2 separate regions of the Rattus norvegicus genome follow, and region 1 is linked to region 2. Evidence: chromatin contacts called from public Hi-C data. All regions are on one chromosome and are shown on one strand. The core of a region is the stretch at or near the end of the contact, and the rest is flanking DNA. Distances in the headings are between cores, read along the strand shown.

Region 1 (5,362 bases), core at 1,788-4,287, 52 kb after region 2:
CAATCGCAGAAATGCAATTTCCTAGAAGTTACAAACAGGAACATGAAGTCCTCTTTTAATTTATTTTTTTTACTTATTCTCTTTACATCCTGCTCACTGCCCCCCTCCCAGTCACCCCTCCCACAATCCTTCCTCTCTCCCCCTCCTCTTCTCCTCTGAGTGGGGTTCTCCCTGGGTCTCCCCCGCCCCTGGCACTTCAAGTCTCTGTGAGGCCAGACAAGGCAGCCCAGCTGGAGGAACATAGCCCATGTACAGGCAACAGCTTTTGGGACAGCCCCTGTTCCCATTAGGAACATGAAATCTTAAGACACTGAGAAAAGGCTTCAAAGACAAGCCTACTGCCACAGTTTGCCCCCAAATCATACTATTTATGGCTTGGGATTTCCCCCAGGTTAATAACAAGGGATTTGGGGTGTCATGTGATTAACACTTCTACCAAGTTGCTCAGCCTGACCCAGCTGGAAAGGTTGACCCAGGATCTCAGAGACACCAGGTGTTCCTTATGATTTTCCATCCATCCCATGATAATCCGAATTCATTTATGGACTGAACTAAGACCCCTCATGTCTGGAGTACTCTGTTCTTCCTTTTCATAAGTTAAAACCACGGCTACTTTGGGGGCTAGATCGATGGCTCGGAGGTTAAGAGCAAAGGCAGCTCCTTCAGAGCACCCAGTTCAGGTCCCAGCACCCACATCCGGCGCTCACACACGCTTGCACTCCAGCTTCAGGGGGTCCAAGACTCTATTCTGACCTTGGTGGGCACATGCACTCATATACATATACCCACACATGAACACACACACACACACACACACACACACACACACACACACACACTTTAAAGTAGTAAGTCTCTTCTAAAAACCAGGGTAACTTTTACAAAAACTCTGGAGTTTGGGGACAGAGGTGAATCCAGCCAGAGGCTTAATAACACACCAGCACCCCCTGCTCAATCTGCCCTTCACCAATCTATTTCTTTCTGGGGGGGAGGGAGCCTACCCTGTAAAATAGATTGTAAAATTTTCTATTATTGCAAGATAGATTATCATGCAAAAGCAAATTCAATTACTATAGGTTCTACTAGAAATTAGAGAGGTCAATGCAAAATGAACTCATCCTATGGAAATTCAGCAACAAATACATTTAGTTGCTGAATGAAGGAATTAGCTCTTGTGCCTGCCCCTGCCAGGGTCCCTGGGACAAAGTGAAGAGTAATTGACTTAATATCTGATACTTCTACCAAGTTCCTGATTCTCCAGGTTTGGCAACTGATGAGAAGGCAGTAATGAGAACCTAAGAGTTAGGATGAGGGCGATCCTGTGAATAATGCAAACAGCCAAGTCCAACTTCCTCATTGTCAAAGAATGCAAACAGAAGAGGCTGCAGGTACAGGTAACTCTAGTATGAAAAGGAAGGAAGGAAGGAAGGAAGGGAGGGAGGGAGGGAGGGAGGGAGGGAGGGAGGGAGGGAGGGAGGGAGGGAGGGAGGGAGGGAGGACACATGGACAGAAGGAAAGATGGAAACAGCTCTAAGAACAGGAGATTTTGTTTTGTTTTGCATCTTTGAGCCAGGGTTTTACTATGTAGCCCACACTGGCTTGGTACTCTCCACAGGGCCTAGGCAGCTCTCTGGCTTGAAGCAATCTTCCTGTCCATTTCCCTAGTGCTGGAAATACAAGCGCCTCAATACCAGCAAATGAAGCTCGACTGGGGAAATTCAGTGGAAACAGATTAGTAAAAAGAGCAGGGTCTTACTGCAACCTGTCCTGCCTGATTCCATTTAAACCATTAAGCATCCTACACAGGGGACATAGATAGCCTGAGGGCACAAAGGAAATAATGCAAGACTACACACACCTCAGGAAGATTTTTCTTTCCCTAGTACTGAGGCCAACAGCCAGACCAGACCCTCCAGGACTCTAACCACCGAACTACACCCCAGCTGTCTTTGGCAAGATTCCTTTCCAGGTTACCGTTGCCAGTTTTACCTGTAATGTAGCAGGGGATTCCTGAGCAGTCCCCCGTATCCCCTCTCCTCCCAGGACCTGCCCTACACAACAGCTTCTCACAACAGGGATGAATGAGAACTGAGTAATAAAGACCCTCAGAAAAGCATCTCAACACTGTAGCAAGAGGATGGCCACAAGTTCTAGCCCAGCCTAGACAAAATAGAGACTTCTATGTCAGCCTGAACTTCAGTGAGTGCCAAGGCGGTCTGGGCTACAGGGCCAGATGCTGTTTCAACAAACAAAACAAAAACGTCATCACCATATCCCTTACTGTATACCTACACATCTGGTTAGTCAGGCTTTTTACTTTTTGTTTGGTTTTGTTTGAGGATTGAGGCTTCTCACTCTGCACCCTAGACAGAGAAGACAGGAATTCGCAGCAATTTTTCTGCCCTGGGCTCTGAAGAACTAGGATTAAAGGCGTGATCTACCACACCCAGCTTGATCAGACTTAGTCTTAAAGTAGGATCGCCTAAATTTAAAACTCACAAAGACTTAACTATACTGGTGGGGAGATGCTGGATTCATAAATCACGCCTCTAAAGAATTCGATCACAGACCAAAACTTAAGTTCAGTCCAACTTGCTAACATAGGTGGACCGATAGTTTTCACACACAAAAAGCAACCGACTCAGAAAAAAAGAGAAAGAAAAAGCTCTCGCACGTGTAGGGTTCAAGGCCGTAAACTAGGCTGTGAGCGAAGACCTGGTCGCAATCCGGTCTGCATGGCCGGTGGGACGCTGTTACCTGATCTAGCGGGATGCCAAGGAGCTGGCTGAGCGGGTGCAGGCAGGTGGAGCCCGTGGTGCGATAGGAGAGGCTGGCGGGCGACCGCGCTGCCATCCTGCATCTTCAGCGTGCTCTGTCGCCCCGGAGCTGCACGTTGGCCACCTCGAGGGCTCGCGGGAACCTGGCTCCGACTCCAGGGCGCGGACCTGGCGCTGCGGGACCCTGCGCCTGGGAGGGCAGGGCCCCTGCGTTCTGCTTCCCGCTCCACGGCGCCTGCCGCCCATTGGCCAGCAGTCGGGGACGCCCCGGAGGAGGAGCCAGACGGAGAGGGGCGCGGATCCCCAGGAGCCCGGCCCCGGGCAGCCAGGAGACGCCCTGCCTGTTCCCCAGCTCTCCGGCCTTCACCGCGGCAGTCAGCGGCCCGATCCGGGTTCCTTGGGTGCCATCTCACCCTCCTCCCAAGCAGCTGGGGTGTCCTGTGCACTTTTTTTCAGGCCTGGCTCCTGCTGCTACTCCGGAAGCCAGAAGAGACCTTCGAGCTAGCCAACACCGCCATTCTGTTCACATTTTAAAGATTTATTTATTTGCAATTTAGAGGCAGGATCTCCTGTAGCCCAGACTGTCCCTGAACTTCCAAATACTGGAATTACAGGTGTGCACCAACCATAAAGCTCCACTCTAAATTATTCTTCTCCTTCTGCTCCTTCTCCCCTCTCCTCCTCCTGCTACCTCCTTCCCTCCATCCCTCCTTCCCTATCTATTTTTCTCCCGTGTTGTTGTTTGTTTGGTTGGTTGTGTTCTGAATTCCTGGTCCTCCTGTCTGGCTCGTTCTCTCTCTCTCTCTCTCTCTCTCTCTCTCTCTCTCTCTCTCTCTCTCTCTCTCTCTCTCTCTCTCCTCGTTTATTTTACTTTACATATATGTGTGTGTATTTGTGAGTGGTTGCCTCTGGAGACTGGAGGAGACCATGGAGTTGCAGGTAATTGTGAGCCACCATGTGGGTGCTGGAAATTGAACTCAGGTCCTCTGCAGCAAAAGCAATTGCTCTTAGGTCCTGAGCCATCTCTACGGCACCCAAGGGTCCTTTCTTTACCTTCTCTGGTTAAGCCACAGTTTCCATCACTCTAATCCACTGCCCCTGCTTCCTGCAAGCAGACACTGCAGACAGCTAGCTTCTGTGACTTGTCTCATTTCACTCTGGATTTTCTCTCCAGTAAGCTCTGTTTACTACGCACGCGCTGACAGATCTTCCACTTGCTGAAACAGCTCTGTATCGCTATTTCTTGAGAAATCCTTTTCAACTCACTGATAGATATTTTAAAACATCAGAGAGACCCTTCCAGCACCCCACAGGTTTCTGCTACATCTAGCCTAGTGTTAGAGTAGCTGCTCATAATGGAAGTTTGAGAAACACCCAGGAACCTACATACTGGAGAGAAAGGAAGTCAGAAACTGAGAGATCCCTCTGTGTGTGTGTGTGTGTGTGTGTGTGTGTGTGTGTGTGTGTGTGTGTGTCTGTGTCTGTGTCTGTGTGTGTGTGTCTGTGTCTGTGTCTGTGTCTGTGTCTGTGTCTGTGTCTGTGTCTGTGTCTGTGTGTCTGCTCCAGCCTGTGGAAGCTGAAGAAGACAGTCAGAGATGGAGTTACAGGCAGTAGTGGGCAGTTCATCATGAGTGCTGGCAACTGAAGTCCAGTCCTCCAGAGGAGTCGGAAACATTCTTAATGGCCTTAACCACTGAGACATCTTGCCAGCCCCTGCAGCCTTTGCTTGGACCATGGAGCGACTGGAAATCAGAGCCTTTCTGTAGGAGTGGGAAGTAACTGAACATGAAGTCTTCCTCAGAGGAGAGACACTGAGGCTGAAGCTATTTCTCAGCATCTTTACAAGATGATGATGATGATGATGATGATGATGATGATGATGATATGATGATGATGATGATGACATTGATGATGATGATATGATGATGATGATGACATTGATGATGATGATGATGATATGATGATGATGATGACATTGATGATGATGATGATGATATGATGATGATGACACTGATGATGATGATATGATGATGATGACATTGATGATGATGATGATGATATGATGATGATGACATTGATGATGATGATATGATGATGATGATGACATTGATGATGATGATATGATGATGATATGATGATGATGATGATGATATGATGATGATGACATTGATGATGATGATATGATGATGATATGATGATGATGATGACATTGATGATGATGATATGATGATGATATGATGATGATGATGATGATGATATGATGATGATGATGACATTGATGATGATGATATGATGATGATGATGACATTGATGATGATGACATTGATGATGATATGATGATGATGATGATGATGATATGATGATGATGATGACATTGATGATGATATGATGATGATGATGATGATGATGATGATGAAGAACTGGAGTTGTTGCCATGTGCCTGTGAGCTTACAGGTCTCTACTGTACTGTACATACAGCCAGTGAACGGCTATGGAGGAAACAAGTGCTTTGTCCTCTGGAGAGATGTGAGCAGAATACTGGGACATGGACACAAGAAGAATGACCCTGTGTGATGACCCTCTGA
Region 2 (5,076 bases), core at 1,815-4,314:
CAGGATTTCATCAGCACTTTCCCAAGCCTAAAATGGAGCAGCTGTTACTGATGTTCATTAGCTGTGTACTGGGAGGGGACAGGGAGGGGGACAGGGAGGGGAGAGGGACAGGGAGGGGGACAGGGAGGGGGGACAGGGAGGGGAGAGGGAGGGGGGACAGGGAGGGAAGAGGGAGGGGGACAGGGAGGAGGGACAGGGAGGGGAGAGGGAGGAGAGAGGGAGGGGACAGGGAGGGGACAGGGAGGGGGGACAGGGAGGGGAGAGGGAGGGGAGAGGGAGGGGGGACAGGGAGGGGGACAGGGAGGGGGGACAGGGAGGGGAGAGGGAGGGGGGACAGGGAGGGGGACAGGGAGGGGGGACAGGGAGGGGGGACAGGGAGGGGAGAGGGAGGGGGGACAGGGAGGGGAGAGGGAGGGGGGACAGGGAGGGGAGAGGGACAGGGAGGGGGACAGGGAGGGGGGACAGGGAGGGGAGAGGGAGGGGGGACAGGGAGGGGAGAGGGAGGGGGGACAGGGAGGGGGGACAGGGAGGGGAGAGGGAGGAGAGAGGGAGGGGACAGGGAGGGGACAGGGATGGGGAGAGGAAGGGGAGAGAAAGGGGAGAGGGAGGGGGAGAGGGAGGAGGTGAGGAGGGGGAGAGGGAGGGGGAGAGGGAGAGGAAGGAAGGGCATCAGCTCCACTTGAGTTCACTTCGTTTTCTTTAGTAAAAGCAACAACACTTTAGACAATCCCCTTACAGAAAATGGAACTTTCAGAAAGTTTTTGATGGCTTTGATGACGACTGTATTGTTTCCTCTCTGTTTAAAATATTCAATTTCACCAGACACTCAAATACACCTGTTCCCACTGGACTCCTCCTTCACTTAAAAGACCCAGAGAAAAGGACCTAAAAGCCTACTCTGCAAGCTTTGACCCTCTTCTAATCCAGGCTAAATGAACAACCAACAACTGGCACACCATAGTGAGAATCTGGAGTGGGAGAGCACTCTTATAACTCTAGCAGAGGGGAGCTGAGGCAGGAGGATTGCTAGTTCAAGGCCAGCCACAGGGAACATAAGATCCTGTCTAAACAAATGAAAAGGGGTGTGTGTGTGTGTGTGTGTGTGAGAGAGAGAGAGAGAGAGAGAGAGAGAGAGAGAGAGAGACAGACAGACTGACTGACTGACTGACTGACTGACTGACTGACTGACTGACTGACTCTTGGCCCAGAAACCAGCCTACAATTTGTTCCATTCCTTCTGTTTGGCCAGGAAATGTGGAGCACTTGTAGATGAGAAATGATTCAGGGTATACAGCAGTATTCTTTGGAGCAGTCCTCAGGACAGTAGCAACCGAAGTGCCTGGAATCCAGTTAAAAATGTACCTTCTCTGGTGTCCCAGACCTACTGAGTCAGGGCACTTTGTATGTGGGATCCAGTAACATGTTTATGTGAGTAACATAATGTGTTTGTGTGCTCCTTTACCCCATCATAATCCACTTTGAAACACTGCTATGAATGAAAAAGAAAGCTTTCAAAGGGCTAAATAACCAATGACACAAACCAGCCAGGTATAATGGTGTGTGTGTGTGTGTGTGTGTGTGTGTGTGTGTGTGTGTGTACCTTTCCAGCATCTGGGAGGCTGAGGCAGGAGGATTAGTAGCACAATCTTGAATCTAGTATGGTATGTTTCAGAACCAGCCAAGCTACATAGAGAGACCCTATTATCTCAAAACCAAACCGAAAGAAAACGAAACAAAAAGGATAAAGCTGGAAAGTGGCTGTAAAGTACTGTCTGAACTAACGAAAGTTCTGGGCTTGCCCAAACTTCACTGGGTTCCCGCATCTTCTAGATCCATCTCCAGTTGTAGCAAGAACCGCACGCTGTCCTTCCTGCCTGCCATCCTTGGTATTTCACTATCACCTAAAGTCATCTTTGGACTAAAGCTAACATCCACGGCCACTTGAAGCAGTGCGTGAGGTCTCTATTAGTCTACACTACCAAAATTAGCACGTGCATGAGGGGAGGACAGGATGAATTCACCAACTACTGAGGCTGTTTCAAAGGGACCTCCCCAGCTTCTTCCTGCCAGCCCGGTCCCCAGTCTCTCTCCCACTCAACATTCACATGGTAGGCCAAGCTCCTTCTGCACCAAGAGGCAACACAGCCCTGAATCCAATCTGGGTTTTCAGCTCCCAGATGAGTTTTACAAATCCGAGGCAGAGACAAACCTAAAAGTCAAGGCAGTTTCCAGAAAGGGGACTGGAAAGGAGAAAGGTTTTTTTGTGTGTTTTTTGTTTTGTTTTGTTTTTAAATTTTTCATTCAAAAAGTTTGTCTTTGTGAAAAGGATACAATATACACCAAATCCCCCCAAAATTAAACCCCACCTCTTAGAGGAAGCATGGATAAAAACTATGTGCCTGCACACATTGTGATATTCTTTATTAAATCCTTCGCAATTACAAAGAACACTGGCAGGATATTTTCTTTTCCACTGCTGCAGCCCACAGAGGCATGACTGCTGTGGCCTCCAGAGGCATGCCGGGGGCTGCAGTTTCATTCTTGAGTTCTAACGACAATGTTCCCACAATTGTGGTGTTGTGTGGACCCCACTGTACAAAGGCAATGTAGAGACCAGCTGTTTGGTTGATCAGATTCCCAAACACTAGCTGGGCTGGCACAACTCAGATCCAGCGCACGCTCAGTTTCTACAGCCTTTGCAAGATTTCCGAGTCACCGTGTGTTATTCCACCAGCCCAGGGTGCGCTGAGCTGCGATGTTCAAACGTGGCTCATAAATACCGCCCCCTCCCCTGCTATTCTCAAACTCTGCCAGAAAGCTGTTATTTGGGGATTTCTGTCTCATGGTCTTCATGGCTTCCAACTGAAAGCAAACTGTGTCAGGACCTAAAAAATATTACCGTCCTCCTAATTGAAGAGAGGCTAGCACGCTAATTTTAACAGCAAATATCAACAGTCCGAAACACTTCCCCCTCCTCCTTTGTTGGTGCACCACGGCGGGGCAGGTGAGAGGGCAGACCTGGGACAGCAGCAGCACTGCTTTGTGTGCACCAGAAGGAACCAGCGTGATTGGACGGGCCCTGACTCAAGGGAAAGTCATTTTCCACCACAAACAGTGCTCTCTCGCCTTACACTGCACCCCCGTCTCCCAAAGGAGGGGGAAAAAAGCAGAAGGGAACCCAAACTGTGATTCCCTTCTGTTCCACAGAACAAAAAGTGTCTGTCCCACACCCTTTAGCTTCTTTCCACTTTCACTTTCAAAGAGAGCCTTATTCCCAGCGCCTCAGAATGTCAGCGAGCCATGGTTTTAAATCTCCAAAGAGCCCATTTTTCTCCACTGCCCGAGGACAAGCAAATGTTATTAAAGATGGATAATCAATGTGCATGATTTTACAACCCAGCAAACTCTCAATTGATATCTCCTCTCATCCTGAACATAAATGTCTTTTATTGAGTGCTTACGACAAGCGGAGGACAATGATTCTGACTACCAGGCTAAGGATCCTGAGAGCTATATGCACTGGCCTGCGTCCCGAGACACGGGGAGACAGTGAGCAACACTGTGAAGTGCAACGGCTAAAGTCACAGCAACGTCCACAGAGGTCGCATGCCTCTCGCCGACCATCTCAGTCCCAGCATCCTCTGCCAAGCATACCTCTCGAGCAACTCTGCTGGCTACCTATAGTGATGTCTATAGGCCATTGCTCTGTGTCCTCACATAATCTTCTGTCTATCGGAATTGATTTTCCATATAAGGACAGCAGCTACATTAGATTTCATATGGCCCGACCTCATCACCGTCTCTTCAAAAACCATCTCCAAACATGGCCACATTCTCAGACACAGGGGTTACCACTTCAGCATGGGAATCTAACCTGTAACACTGCCCAGTAAAAGCCTCTTCTCAAACCTGTGAGTTCACATCTCTGTTCTTACCTCAGAAGGCAGAACGTAGGCAGAGCCCAAAGCCACGGCTTCAGGGGATGCTATGGGTCCCATCGTAACCTGGAGCCAGCTATCTAGAGGATACAACAAAAATGACCACCAACGGGGCCACCCAGCGGCCGGCCCTGCTTGGATGCTACTATCCCTGTCGAAAATTTGATAGTTCATTCTAGGTTTGTTCATTTTGGAAACGTTCACTGTCCTTTGGCCCCTGTTTTAAAAGAAAGCATTGGCAAGCCTTTTTAAAGATGCGTGTATTCGTGTATGTGTATGAGCACTGGTATCCATCTAGTGTCTTCCTCTGTCACGACCCACCCTATCTTTCCAGAACGAGAGTCTCTCATTGAACCTGGAACTCACCAATTTGCCTAAGCAGCTAGCCAGCAGTCCCAGGGATTTACCTGTCTCAGTCCTCCAGCACTGAGACCATAGCGGGCACAACTCACACGTCTTAAATGGCTTCCTGAAGACAGAGCCCGGCTCTCTCCATGCTGATGTAGCAAGCAGTCTATCTACTGAGCCATCTCCCCAACCTAACAATCAGCATTTATTGGAGCATGTTATAGATCAGGGGCTCAACAATGTCAGTTGCCACTCAAAGTGACTCACCTGCACTATCTAATCATCTCAAAGACTGTCAGCCACTGCCCGGGAAAGGAAAACACGGCTATCTGGTAGCACTCTGAGTTAAACCGAGGCTCCTCGTCACCTGTCAAGACACCAGTGCTGTCCAGGGAGAACTGGAAGTAATACTACCAGAGCTAAAAGTCCTTGCCAGTGACTGGTTTTTGAGTGGAACTCTCCAAGTCCCCAGGGTGTATATTCTCAGATCTCAAGTCTCCTTCAGCAGTTCTGAGTAAGAAGAGACTATCCCTCCTAATTCTCAGAGAAACAACCTACACACACTTGGTTATAGTTGAAATTGCACAGGAAGACTTAGGGCTTGCAGTGTCCTGAAAATATTGTATTAGTTACAACCCAGAATGAAAACCCTTTAAAAACTGATACAATGGTCCCAAATGGTCATCCTGTCTCCTTACTCAGGACGAGGATAGCCTACCCAGAAGTCCTATATTTATATCCCTTGGCTTAGTAGATTAAGAAGAATGAGTAGAATTCAGGACCTGTAAGA

Evidence for each region. A called contact is a pair of places that touch in the nucleus more often than the background predicts.
Region 1: a contact with region 2 is called in a Hi-C map of liver, with 1.7 times the contacts expected there. The contact joins the promoter of Mboat1 here to the enhancer-like site in region 2. A contact is called at or near these places in 4 of 12 Hi-C or Micro-C datasets (Schwann cells, kidney, liver and 1 more).

What each region holds. Positions count from the first base shown.
Region 1 is chr17:34,650,661-34,656,022 of GRCr8, forward strand. It overlaps Mboat1 (membrane bound O-acyltransferase domain containing 1), which reads right to left and starts at 3,038. Exons shown (of 13, transcript NM_001109120.1): 1 at 2,758-3,038. The coding sequence starts at 2,853.
Region 2 is chr17:34,598,242-34,603,317 of GRCr8, forward strand. All of the region lies in intron 1 of Mboat1 (membrane bound O-acyltransferase domain containing 1), which reads right to left. Among named protein-coding and RNA genes, the nearest start is that of Mboat1, 53 kb to the right of the region's middle. Within about 2 kb of position 3,065, at least 13 of the 93 cell types and tissues checked have an H3K27ac peak or open chromatin away from gene starts, as enhancers often do. A contact at or near this core is called in Schwann cells and liver, where this site is marked.